Linked DNA regions of Sus scrofa: region 2 is linked to region 1. A link is a contact called in public HiChIP or PLAC-seq data. All regions are on one chromosome and are shown on one strand. The core of a region is the stretch at or near the end of the contact, and the rest is flanking DNA. Distances in the headings are between cores, read along the strand shown.

Region 1 (5,825 bases), core at 1,406-3,905:
TTTTTTACCCCATTTCCTCTTGCCTTCAGAGAATTACAGATGTTTAAAACCATTAGGGATTGTTTACACTGGCAGCATTGGCACTGTCTGGGTGCAATCTGGGTGAGACCCTCATCTGTCTCTGAGACCTTCCCATTTACCAGTGCTTTTCAGAGAGATCCCTGGTCTCTCGTCCTTGTGCTGAGGCACAACTTGAGTCTCTACACTTTTCCTGGTACTGAGTCAAGAAGTCCACTTGCTCTCTATGCCAGCCCATTGGTCTGCTCCCCTCCTGGGAGCAGATGTGCTCTAATCCAGACATGGCTTCCAGACGTTAGATTGCTTCCACCTCAGCTCATCCCACTAGGTTAGGTTACTCAGGATAGACCAAGTGGTGGAAGCGATTTGGTCCCAAAGTGAAGCACTTTATTCTTTGCATAAGACCCATGTTTCAGCCGTGTCCTTGCCTCTTCCATCCTCTCCTTCCTTGCTTGTTAGTTAGCTTGGGCTGCTGGAACAGAGTACCCCAGGCTGGGGGGCCTGCACAGCAGACATCCACTCTCTCATGGTTCTGGAGGCTGGACTTCGAGATCAAGGTGCCATCAGGGTTGTGTTCTCCTGAGATGCCTCCCCTTTGCCTGTAGATATCCGTCTTCATGTTCACATGGTCTTTCCTCTGTGTGTGTTTGTGTGTGTCTGTGTGTGTCTGTGTCCGTGTCCTAATCTCTTATAAAAACACTGGTCTTGGGAGTTCCTGTCGTGGCTCAGCAGATTAAGACCTGACTAGTATCCATGGGGATGTGGGTTTGATCCCTGGCCTTGCTCAGTGGGTTAAGGATCCAGCCTTGCTGCAAGCTGTGGCATAGGTTGCAGATGTGGCCTGGATCTGGCATTGCTGTGGCTGTGGTGTAGACAAGCAGCTGCAGCTACAATTCAACTCCTATCTTGGGAACTTCCATATGCCATGAGTGCAAACATAAAAAGAAAAAGAAAAAAAAAAAAAAGAACACTCCTCTTATTGTATTGGGGCCCACCCATTTGACCCTATCTCACATACAGTCACATTCTGAGTATTTGGGTTAAAACTGAAACACAGGAATTTGGGGGATACAGTTCAGCTCATAAGACTCCCTTCCTGCCCTCACCCTTTATCCCTTCATTCCTTTTGACTCTTTCTCCCATTTCCTGCCTTCAGTTGTCTTCCTCCCACTTCTTTTCCTTTAACTTGTGAAGCACTCCTGCACAGCTAGAAAGATTTTGAAAATTGGGAAATCTAAATGCCAGCTTTCTTCTTCCAGCCCTTCTCTTAATCAGCTTTGTGACTTGAGCTATTCACCCATCCTGAAACATTAATTTCCTTGGCTGTAGGATGGGAGTTATTCCTCCCCACTTTCCTTACAGGATTATAGTCAACCCAGAATAACTTCTCATATTTTTAAATGCTTTTAAGGTAAAATAGACTAATACAAGAAACAAGAAGGCTCTGACAAAGTGAATGTCTATGGATTGTTTGGAGTAGTTGAAATTCTAATTAAAATGGTATATTTTCAACTCTCCAAGTTTTACTCTGATGTTGTTAGCCTTAATTATTATTAGCAGTCACACAGGTTGTGGTTTTTTTTCTTTTTCTTCCTCTCTTTTTCTCAACAGTCTCACTGTTGCTCTAAAGAAAAGACGAGTGCTACTCCAGCCAAGCTCAGTCAGAGGTCTAGCATAGACCCCACTCTCACCCCTGATTGACTGGACAAGTGTGACCTTTGGCTGAGGTTCAGCTCAAAACATACGCTTGGGCTCTGCAAGTTTAGAGCCATGAGTCTCAAGTGATAGTGGGAAAGGTACTTTGTGTTGCACCCCAAGGGGGGATGGGAAAGGGGGCTCATTACAGAGTCGTGGAGTCGCATGTCATCCTGGTACTGCTGGCAGACACTGCGTCACATCTTTTATCTCTGCAGGCTTGCCGGGGGTTCATCATGTTGTCTAACAGCCCTCCTTTTTAAAGAAAAAAGTTGAGCAGAGTGGGAATGGGGATAGCCACAAGTTGAACTGTGTGAGGGAGGTTGACTTCCCTCTAGACTCCCCAGCTGCTAGTCCCTGAGACAATGAGGTATTCTTTGAAAGAAAATGAATAAGCCCCAGCCGCTGGGGCTGCTGCTCTGCACGTCATGAGCATGTGAGATGCGAGATGGGTTGTGAAATGTTAGTGTGCATTTGTTTTATCAGGTGCTCCCCAGCCAGCAGGGTGATGTCAGCCTGGTTGCCGTGGGCTGTGGTCAGACAGGAGATGTATCCCTTAGCCGAGTGGCTGACTTGGGGGACCAAGCTGTGGTTTTCTTTCTTTGATTTAGGTTCAGACACAATGAAGGGCTGGGGAGAAGAGTAGAACATAAAATCTTGGATTCGGCAAAGATTTAAATTGTGGCAGAAAACTCTCTCCTGGGCAAGGCAGAGGAATTTTTGTGAGTAATCCTCAAAAGTTACAGCAAGATACCCCTTAGTATCACGGTCCCTTTCCTTGTCCCATAAACACAGACATGGTCATTTCAGCCTTGTGTTGTCTGACTAATCTCCATAAAACGATAATAAATGCCATTATTTTGATTAATTTCTCCTGAGTCATGCCACAGTCTTAAATGCAGTCGCAAATCCTGGCCTGGCATTTGGCCTACAGAGTCAGTGAGGAGGTGTTGTGACGGGGAGGTGACCTGCATTCCAGTGCTGACCTCTGCTTTATCGTAGGATCCACTCATCTCTCTGAAGCCGGATCCATTGCCTCTTTTCCATGTTGAGGGCCTTGGCCTCCACCAACCAGCTCTATAAAAGCCACGTCTGCGTTTTGTGGACCAAATTGCATTTATCCCGGGCTTCAGCTGACTCAGGACCACTTTCTTGTGTTGGAATATAAGTCAGTGAAGCCAGGACACTGAGACTGAGAAGGGTGCTTGATTTTTAACTGAATCTCCCTCAGTTATGAGGTAAACTGTCAGTTGAGGGTACTCTTTCTCCCACCATGTGAAGTGTGTCCTATCAGAGTTGAGTATTTCTCGACCAGCAATTCTTGGAAGATAAACGTTATGTTGAAGGCAGACTTTGAGAGCCGAAGGTAGGCAGTCAAGATGAGCTCATCGAACCACTTAATGTTACAAATGAAGAAGCCAATCCTAGAGAGACAGGTGCTGTTCTGAAGGCCTTCCAGTTAGTTTCTGTATCAGATCCAGGCTAAGATGAACCATTGTGTCATGTTCCCAAAGAAAGAAGCAGTTCTATCAACATGTGCCAGTTGATTACAGACAAGCTTCAGTGTTAGCTATTTTATAATGTAGGAAATAAGGAGTCTTGGACTCTTTTAAATACGGCAAGAACAGGATTTTGTAATAAGGCTACAGACTCCTGGGTCAGATACCCCCACCTGCTTTTCCATTCTGACTTTGAAAGCAGAATTTTCTTACAATATTTTGCCAGAATCATTATATAGCACATCATATAAGGCTAAGTGGTTTTCTTTTTCTTTCTCTGTTAAGCTTTTTTTTTTTTTTTTTTTGCTGAAATTAATATATGCTGATTCTTATGAAGAAATCCTTGTTCATCTTCAATTGGGAGAAGTATTTAAGGACTTTTTTTTTTCTTTGTATGGTCGCACCTGTGGCAAATGGAAGTTCCCGGGCTGGGGTCGAATTGGAGTTGCAGATGCCAGCCTACACCACAGCCACAGCAACACAGGATTCAAGCTGCATCTGTGACTTATGCTGTAGCTCACAGCCATGCTGGATCTTTAACCCAGTGATCGAGGCCAGGGATCAAACCTGCATCTTTACTGACACTATGTTGGATTCTTAACCTGCTGAGCCAGAGTAGGAACTCCTTAAGGACTGTTTTTGATCCTTATACTAGAACTGCCACCATGACCAAAGACAGCAATTGAGTAATTTTTTTGTATCCCTTAGGCATTGTTCTTCTGTAACACATACCTGCGGAAAATTATCTTCATTTAAAAGGCCAAGTACATTTTAAAAGTTGAGCTTCTTTAGTTAGAATTGTGAGTTTTAAAAAAGTGAAATAGGCAATTGTAGCTAAGCCAACTGGAGAAACCGAAAATACTGGGTTCCCCAGACAGTCCAACTCTCCCTCCTCCAGTTTGTTCTTGACAAAGATCTTTTCTCCTTTTTCAATTACCAAGCCCTTGTGAGATTTAGATTACATTAGTACAAAAGAACAAAGTCTTTTGTACACCCATGATAAGTTCCTTTTGGTGTGTATTTTTTTCCCTTCCATGCTTGTGGTCAGGGTCTGTATAAATTTCATCATTTGTTTTTCTGACAGCACTTCCCACAGCCTTCGGCGTGTAATAGACACTCACATGTACACAGTCTGATTAAAAGCTGAGCTGGAGCTTAATAGGACTCTGATGAATCCAAGTGCCTGCATAACCTCACTTCTCTAGAAGCTTTTTTTAAAACTTGATAGACCGTCCCGTGGGTGGGGCTTGCACAGGGTTTAGGAGGAGGAGTTAGTCTGACTGGCAGAGGGCGTGGTTCTTGCTATAGTCAACGGGCTTCCCCATGGCCCTGAGTAGGTCACTCCATGTTTGGAGGCACAGTTTTCTCATCTGTCACATGAAGGAGTCCGTGTGTATAAGGACCCCCAGTGCTAACAGCATGCCTGTACCCATAAAATCTGAAGGATGCCTCCCCCCCCCAGAGAGGTGGACCACCTGGTTCCTTCATGGGTCCTTTACTCCCCAGGTGACACATCTCCACTTTTCAAAAGATAGCTATGGACGTTCTTGGCCAGACCTCAGCAATTTGGTCCCAAAGGTAAGTGATAGCTCTGCTGGATGAACTTAAAATGCCAACAAGCCCAAGAACTTGTCCAAGGATTGAAATTGGGGGTGGGGCAGGAATGCTGTGCCGACGCCAAGGATTTTGCACGGGTGACGAGTGACTCTTCCTTTTGTGGAAGGGATGTGATGTTGCTGTGGTGGCAGTTTTCCATAGTAATGGCTGTTGCCACACATCTGGCACCTGATAATATGGCTCCCAAAGCCCAGGGGTCCACACAGAGCACTCCTCACCCTGAGTCTCCTGCCAGGATGTGGAGAAACCCTGGGGAGGAGGGGGTGCTGGCTCTGTACCTCCTGGAGGCTTCACTTGCAGTTGCTGTGTCCCCCCAGGTATATTATCGGGGCTCCTCCAAAGGTTAGCATGGCTGCCACCTTCCCCATTGGAAATGTCCTGTCCCCTTTCTGTGAGGAAGGAGAGGTCAGGACAGAGGGGTGGCTATGGGAAAAAAGTTTCCTCGTTTATCAAGGTATCAATATAAGTGCTGCTATTTGTTTGTCAGAACCAAAAATGACTTAATAGAAAATAGAGGTCAACCAAAATCCACTGAATTTCTGAGTGTAGCAGGCCAGCATAGGGCTGGGTTTTTTGATTTTTTTTTTAAGGTATTTTATTTAAAATGGAAAGTTCCAGGAGTTCCCATCGTGGTGCAGTGGAAACGAATCCAACTAGGAACCATGAGGTTTCGGGTTCGATCCCTGGCCTCGCTCAGTGGGTTAAGGATCCAGCATTGCCGTGAGCTGTGGTGTAGGTTGCAGACTTGGCTTGGATCCTGCCTTGGCTGTAGTGTAGGCTGGCAGCTATAGTTCCGTTTCAACCCCTAGCCTGGGAACTTCCATGCGCCTTGGGAGGGACCCTAAAAAGCAAAAAAAAAAAAAAAAAAAAAAAAAAAGGAAAGTTCCAGTTCGCCATGGGGCCAGAATCCTTAAAAGAAACCCTGACTGGAGGTGTGTTAGGGGGTCACTGTATACTTGCTCATTTATATCTTGCTGACCAAATTGGCAAAATTTT
Region 2 (5,825 bases), core at 991-3,490, 36 kb before region 1:
GGTACCTGTGTCCACACAGGTGGTTGCCACTCAGATGCTGAAAACCACCTTGTAAGTGCTACTGAGTCACTAAAGGAAAGTTACTAAATATTCTCCTGGTATCTTTACCATTGGATTGTTTGAATCTGTTTAAATTCCTTTACTTTAAAACTTTTCCTTGTCAAAGTAAGTGAATAAAATGAAGTATCTTAAGGCAGGTGATTTTTTTTCCCTCTGAGATAAATGCAATGGTTGTCAACCTTAGCTGAGTGTTAGGAAAGACTGGGACTCTAAAATTGATACCAAGGCTGGGCTGTACCCCCTCAGATTAATTTGGGATGCACCCTCAGACTCAGGATTTTCCAAAGCTGTACACCAATTCTAAGAAAGCACAGTCAGCTTTCTCCCATAGGGGCACGGAAATGACTTATGAAGTTTTCCTATTGAGAACTTCTGTCAAAAAACATAAGATAACCATTGGTCTCTCAAACTATCTGTATAGTCGAATTTGAACCAGAACTATCAGTTGAATTTGAATCTGTACCTAACGATATTAAGTACAATAATATACATCAGATTTGTATACACATAATAAGAGTCTTTTTCTGACCCTCTCCATTAAGTATTTTCATTGCAATTGGTGGTATGCATACTTTTCAGTATAGCTTATTCAGATACTGGGATATGTACTCTAGCATTAATAAATGCTTATAAATTAAAGCTTGTGAACTCTTGATTTTTCTGTTGTCCACTTCACCCCTGCTATCCCAGTTACTCCTACTGCAGCAGTGATGGCAACAGTAGGGTATTGTATTAATCTCCAAGTAAGATTTGATTTGAACAACTTGTCCTGAACATGCCTATTACCCAAGATGCAACTGTTGCTAATCTTTTTACATATAAACCCTTGACATTATTTACTCGGTTCTTTAGAGTATTAAAATTGCCGGTTTTGGAGTTCCTGCTGTGGCACAGTGTGTTAATGATCCAGCTTGTCTCTGTGGAGGCCCTGATTTGATCCCTAGTCTGCCCAGTGGGTTAGGCATTGCTGCAACTGTGGTGTAGGTCACAGCTCCCACTCAGATTTAGTCCCTAGCCCAGGAACTTCCATATGCCCCCGGGAGGTGGCTGAAAAAAGGGAAAAAAAAATTTGTAAGTTTTTGGTTTATAGTATAGCACACCCCTTGATATTTTCTGAATTTCCTGATAGCATACAACAGTATCAGTATAGAAACATTTCCTATGGTGATTAGTCTATTTACAATGCCAAAAGCTAACTACCATCTCCAAAGATAAAACTATTTTCCCCCTTACTTTGTTAGCAAGTTTTTCCTGTGCTGAAGGCTCTGAACATTCAGCGATTTACTTGTTCGCTAAGCACCGCTTGCACTGGATACTGGTTATATGAAGTTTAAGCTCCCAGCCCTTCCTGTCAGGAGTGACATGGTGCTATGCTACTCTATTGGCCTCCAATACACAGACAGAACAGCTTTCCTATATGCAAAGTGAAAATAATTTTATCCCCACCCCCCCCCCCATCATTTCCAGTAGGCTTTCTGTCTTGGATACATATTCTTACTTGTTTAAGCTTCTCTCTTTCTCTTCCCCTCATTTTTTAGAAGGTTATAATATTAGTGAATAAGACACTCTAAATGTAGTTCTGGCAACTATTTTGGGAGCCACAGACCATTATTTAATCCCTGTGAGCCTCAGTTTCTGCTGCTGTAAAAAGTGATACCATCCCTGCCCAGTTTATGTGAGTTGTTTATGAGGGTTGTGAGGGAAGGTATATATAACATGGCATCAGCATTTTAAATATACAGTGAAAGTGTAAATGGACATTGTAAAATAACTTTTCAAAGAGAAAGAAAGAAAAAAAAAAAAAAGAATAAAATGTGTGGTATGTGTCCCACAGCAAAACAGTTAAGAGTTTCTGAAGCCCCAAAGTGAAGCTACACCAGAGTTAAATTCCATGGAAGTTTGCTTCCATGAAGGATTTTTGACTTTTTACTCAGGTCCTGAAAAAGCAACTTCCTGGGTTTTCTTTTCCTCCTACGGTCTCTCAGTGGCAGGGCTGCTTCCTGTCCAGAGCAGCCCTGCCCCAGCCTCTCTCTCTGTGCGGACTCTCCACCTCCTCTTTTTCTTTCAAACACTTAATACATTTAGAGCCTGATCTTGTGCAGAAAATATCCCTGACATTTGAGGAGCCCCGGGGATGCAGTGAGCATGCTCTGTGCTCCCTCCCGCTGGGAAGAGGAAGCTCATTTGCATACGAGTCATACCAGGCATAGTGGCGTGTGGGCGCCGCGGACTTGCAGCGGGCTGTGAGGGACGCGGGCGCCGCTTTGTCCTAGGAAATGTGCTTCGTGGTTTTCTTCCTTGCTCCTTCCTTACGTCGAAGAAAGCTTCATCAGGACTTCTGAAACGATTTTTAAATGCTTGATTGAGGATCCAGGACGTGTACCGTCTACAAATAAACCCTTGAAGGGTTTTCTGCAGTTCAATTTTTTGCGAGTGCGTTCTTTTTTCTTTCTTTCTTTCTTTTTTTTTTTTTTTTTTTAGCTTACTTTGTTTTGATCAGCTGAGGCTGGGCCTCCGTCTTTGTGAAGTTTCAAGAGAAGAGCCAGGAGCTACTCAGCAATAATTGCTTTTTGAAACGTACTCTTTCAGGGCGAAAGCAAAGAGCTGGTTTTCTGCGCTAGCCCAATAAATGCTATTTATGAAGATGGACCTGTTGAACTACCAGTACTTGGACAAGATGAACAACAATATCGGCATTCTGTGCTATGAAGGTAGACGTTCCCTTCTAGAAATTGCTACCCTGTTGCTTTGGTCAAGGCCACTCCTCCTTTCCGGTCCTGATGGACTTCTGTGCATTTTGTTCTCTTTCTTGGGACCTTAGCATGCCTTGAAAGGAGAGCGGTTCTTAGGTGCTGTTTCAGGACAAAGTTTGTTGTTTTGATCAGAGGCTTCAGGGGTTACAGTGGAGAGGGCGGGGGCGGGGCGGGGAGGTGTTGAAATATACATTGTTAAAAGTTTGCTTTATGCTTGCTACATACTAACTTTTCACTCTTTTAGCGTTTTTACAGTGTATTTCTTTTTTTTATTTCCGTTGGTGTTTTTTTAGAGGAAGAACTTCTAGGACCCAAGTAAAAAGTGAAACATGTCCGGTTCTCTCTCTCTCTTTTTGATACTCATTTTAAACACACACCATCTACATACAGTATTCCTGTTGTATTCCAACAGCCAGCAAGCACTTTGCATTTTCCTGTAGAGGGGAACAGAAAGTTACAGTGAGTTTTTGTTTTCGGGAGCGATTGTCCCAAACAATGAAGAATTTTTCTATTCAGTTTGGGGGACTGGGAGGGCACCCATGTCACAGAGCACAGACTGGCTCTTTGTCTGATTTACCATTTCCTGTTCAGCTCTGGGAGAGTTCTGACATTGAACGATGTTCCTCCACAGTTCCTCCACACTCTGGTCCCTTGTGGAAGTGATTGCACAACGCACCAACCAGAAAGCTAAATCCAAAAAAAAAAGGGAAGAAAAGAAAAAAAAAAAAAAAGAGCCCTGAATTCTTACTGTTTATTACCTCCTGCTAACCGTGAGGTATTTCCCCACTGTCCTGTAGTATTTCAGGCTGTCTGTTAGTAGCAAGGAGAGAAAAAGCGGTTCCTTAATCTGTTGAAACTTCATCTACGTGCGATTTGAAAAAGTGGTAATGGTCTGAGTCTGAGTCGCTGGAGACAGGGGAATTCAGCTTGGGCTTGGCAGGGGGAGTGTTTTTTTGTTGTAACCACATACAAATCGAGGTGGCATCTCCTCTCTGATTCAGCAGGAGAAGTTTTCATGTTTTTCTCTTCGCATTTTTCTTGAAAAAGAAAACACTGGGGAAACTTGGAAGGGTTATCTGACGTAGTTGTATCTTTTCACGTAAAAACTTTGGGCCTGTTGCCTAAGCAGTTGAAAACTTACCCTTTATCCTTCAAGGGAAAAAAAAAACACCCTCATTCATGTTGTTTTTTATTTAACTCTGTAGATAAGAATCTCATCTTTCAAAGTTGTTTTTTGAAGTTTTTTTTTTTTAACTCCTACTTGTTCCAGGAATGCGAATTTTGGTGAATTGCTTTCTCTGAATCTGCTGCTTCTGAAGTCACTCACTTAAAAGGCAGACTTTACAGTGGTCTAAGCAGCAGTGGACTGGGCCTGTTTCATGTGAAATTAACATATTGCAGCTAGCTAAAAAAATTTTTTTTTTTTTGGTGAACACAAAATTAAAAATTTTAAGGCCGTTTCTGTGGGATTATCTTTGTTATTGAGTAACATGATATTTTCAAAACAAACCATAATGATCAGCCCAAAAGAGGAATTTAGAGATTCTTCGGAAATAGATACCACATTAATTTTTTGTGTCAGCAGGTGGTGAGGAAAAGCTGGCAGGGAACTTGTCCAGCTTGATCTGTTGTAGAAGGTACCATGCAGGACACTGGTCGTTTTCTAGGCTCCCTCCTTAATTGGGCAGAAGAAACTTTGATTTTGAAAGTTGAGTAGATATGTAAGATGATGTGCTGTGGTCTGTTTGGTTTAAACATCTGCTGCTATTTTCCTTATTATGAGAGTTAACATTATTTTAACACCAAAATAAATACACAGGAAATGAAGAAAAGCACAGCAAAATCAGAGTGGCGTTTATAGTGGGTTGTTTATGTCCTCGTGGTTTTCTCAGTGTAAACACTGCACACATCTGCTCAGAACTCAAAATGGTGTTTAGAAGATGGGCAGAAATCTTAGACGGGACTTTTTTTTTTTTAAAGAAATGTTGGAACTGTTATTGTTCCTTTTAAGCCCAACACTTTGAGAATAATTGCATTTAACCTATCAGCGCACCAGCATTCCAGGGAAGTTATTTGGAAAATGGAATGTACAGTTGGTTGGTAGCGTTTAATTTCATATAGGGCCCAGGCATATTTCACATCTCTTATGAATAAGGGACAAATTAATTTTCTTGATTTTTAGTTTTAAAAAGATGTTGATGGTTCATTATTCCCTAGGTTCGTTATACTCTTTAGTTGTGTTGGAACTGTGCTACACAAAAATAAAACATGTGTCTGCACCATCATTCCTCAGCCTCTCTTGGCACTTAGACACAAATAAGTCTTTCTCAGCCAGTTATCTCTTAGCATACAAAGTCTTCCTGAAAATCCCGCATTTAGGGTATGCTCTAAATCGTTTAGATGTGGACTCTGCTTGGTGACTGCTCCCTGGCACCAAAGAACCTACAAGCATAATTGACAAGAGAATCAAGGGAAAATTAAGCATAAATGGTAGACTTGGGGTGAGGGCCTGTTGGGATAGAAGATTGTCAAAGGGCAGGAACAATGTGCATTTGGTGAACTTCTGGAAAATACTTACTTTCGTCAGTGATGAGGCAATCTGCAGAACTCTGTTCAAAAACCTTTGGTTTATTACTGAAGCTCTCAACACTTACCCAGATTATCATTCGTCACCCAACCAACTGAATGTTGAAACTATACCCACCTGAATCCCAGTTTTGCCTCTGCCTGCATAGAAAGGTCATGGGCTGCTGCAGCCTTCGTCCCGTACGTCGTCCCCCCCCCCCCCCACCACCGCCTGATCTCCTGAGAATGTGCCCCTAGTGGATTGAAAGCGGCATGAGGGCAGGGCTTTGTGTTGATCAACACTGTCTCCCTGAGTCCTGGCACAGTGCCTGGTGTGGCTCTCAGGAGGTGGCTGACTCAGAAGTCAATGAAATCTCTCCATCGGCAGCTGCAGTCAATCCTGTGTAATTTAGCACTTAATTACATACTGTCTTGTGTTCGCTCATT

Evidence for each region. HiChIP or PLAC-seq counts read pairs in DNA pulled down with a chosen protein or histone mark.
Region 2: an H3K27ac HiChIP or PLAC-seq map of skeletal muscle shows a contact between it and region 1. The contact joins two enhancer-like sites. A contact is called at or near these places in 13 of 47 Hi-C or Micro-C datasets (adipocytes, alveolar macrophages, embryonic fibroblasts and 6 more) and 2 of 2 datasets of contacts at active chromatin or transcription factors (alveolar macrophages and skeletal muscle).

What each region holds. Positions count from the first base shown.
Region 1 is chr13:67,740,036-67,745,860 of Sscrofa11.1, reverse strand. All of the region lies in intron 2 of VGLL4 (transcription cofactor vestigial-like protein 4), which reads left to right. Among named protein-coding and RNA genes, the nearest start is that of VGLL4, 130 kb to the left of the region's middle. Within about 2 kb of position 2,655, at least 19 of the 83 cell types and tissues checked have an H3K27ac peak or open chromatin away from gene starts, as enhancers often do. A contact at or near this core is called in liver and skeletal muscle, where this site is marked.
Region 2 is chr13:67,775,271-67,781,095 of Sscrofa11.1, reverse strand. The region is part of intron 2 of VGLL4 (transcription cofactor vestigial-like protein 4); the gene reads left to right. Among named protein-coding and RNA genes, the nearest start is that of VGLL4, 95 kb to the left of the region's middle. Within about 2 kb of position 2,240, at least 70 of the 83 cell types and tissues checked have an H3K27ac peak or open chromatin away from gene starts, as enhancers often do. A contact at or near this core is called in liver and skeletal muscle, where this site is marked.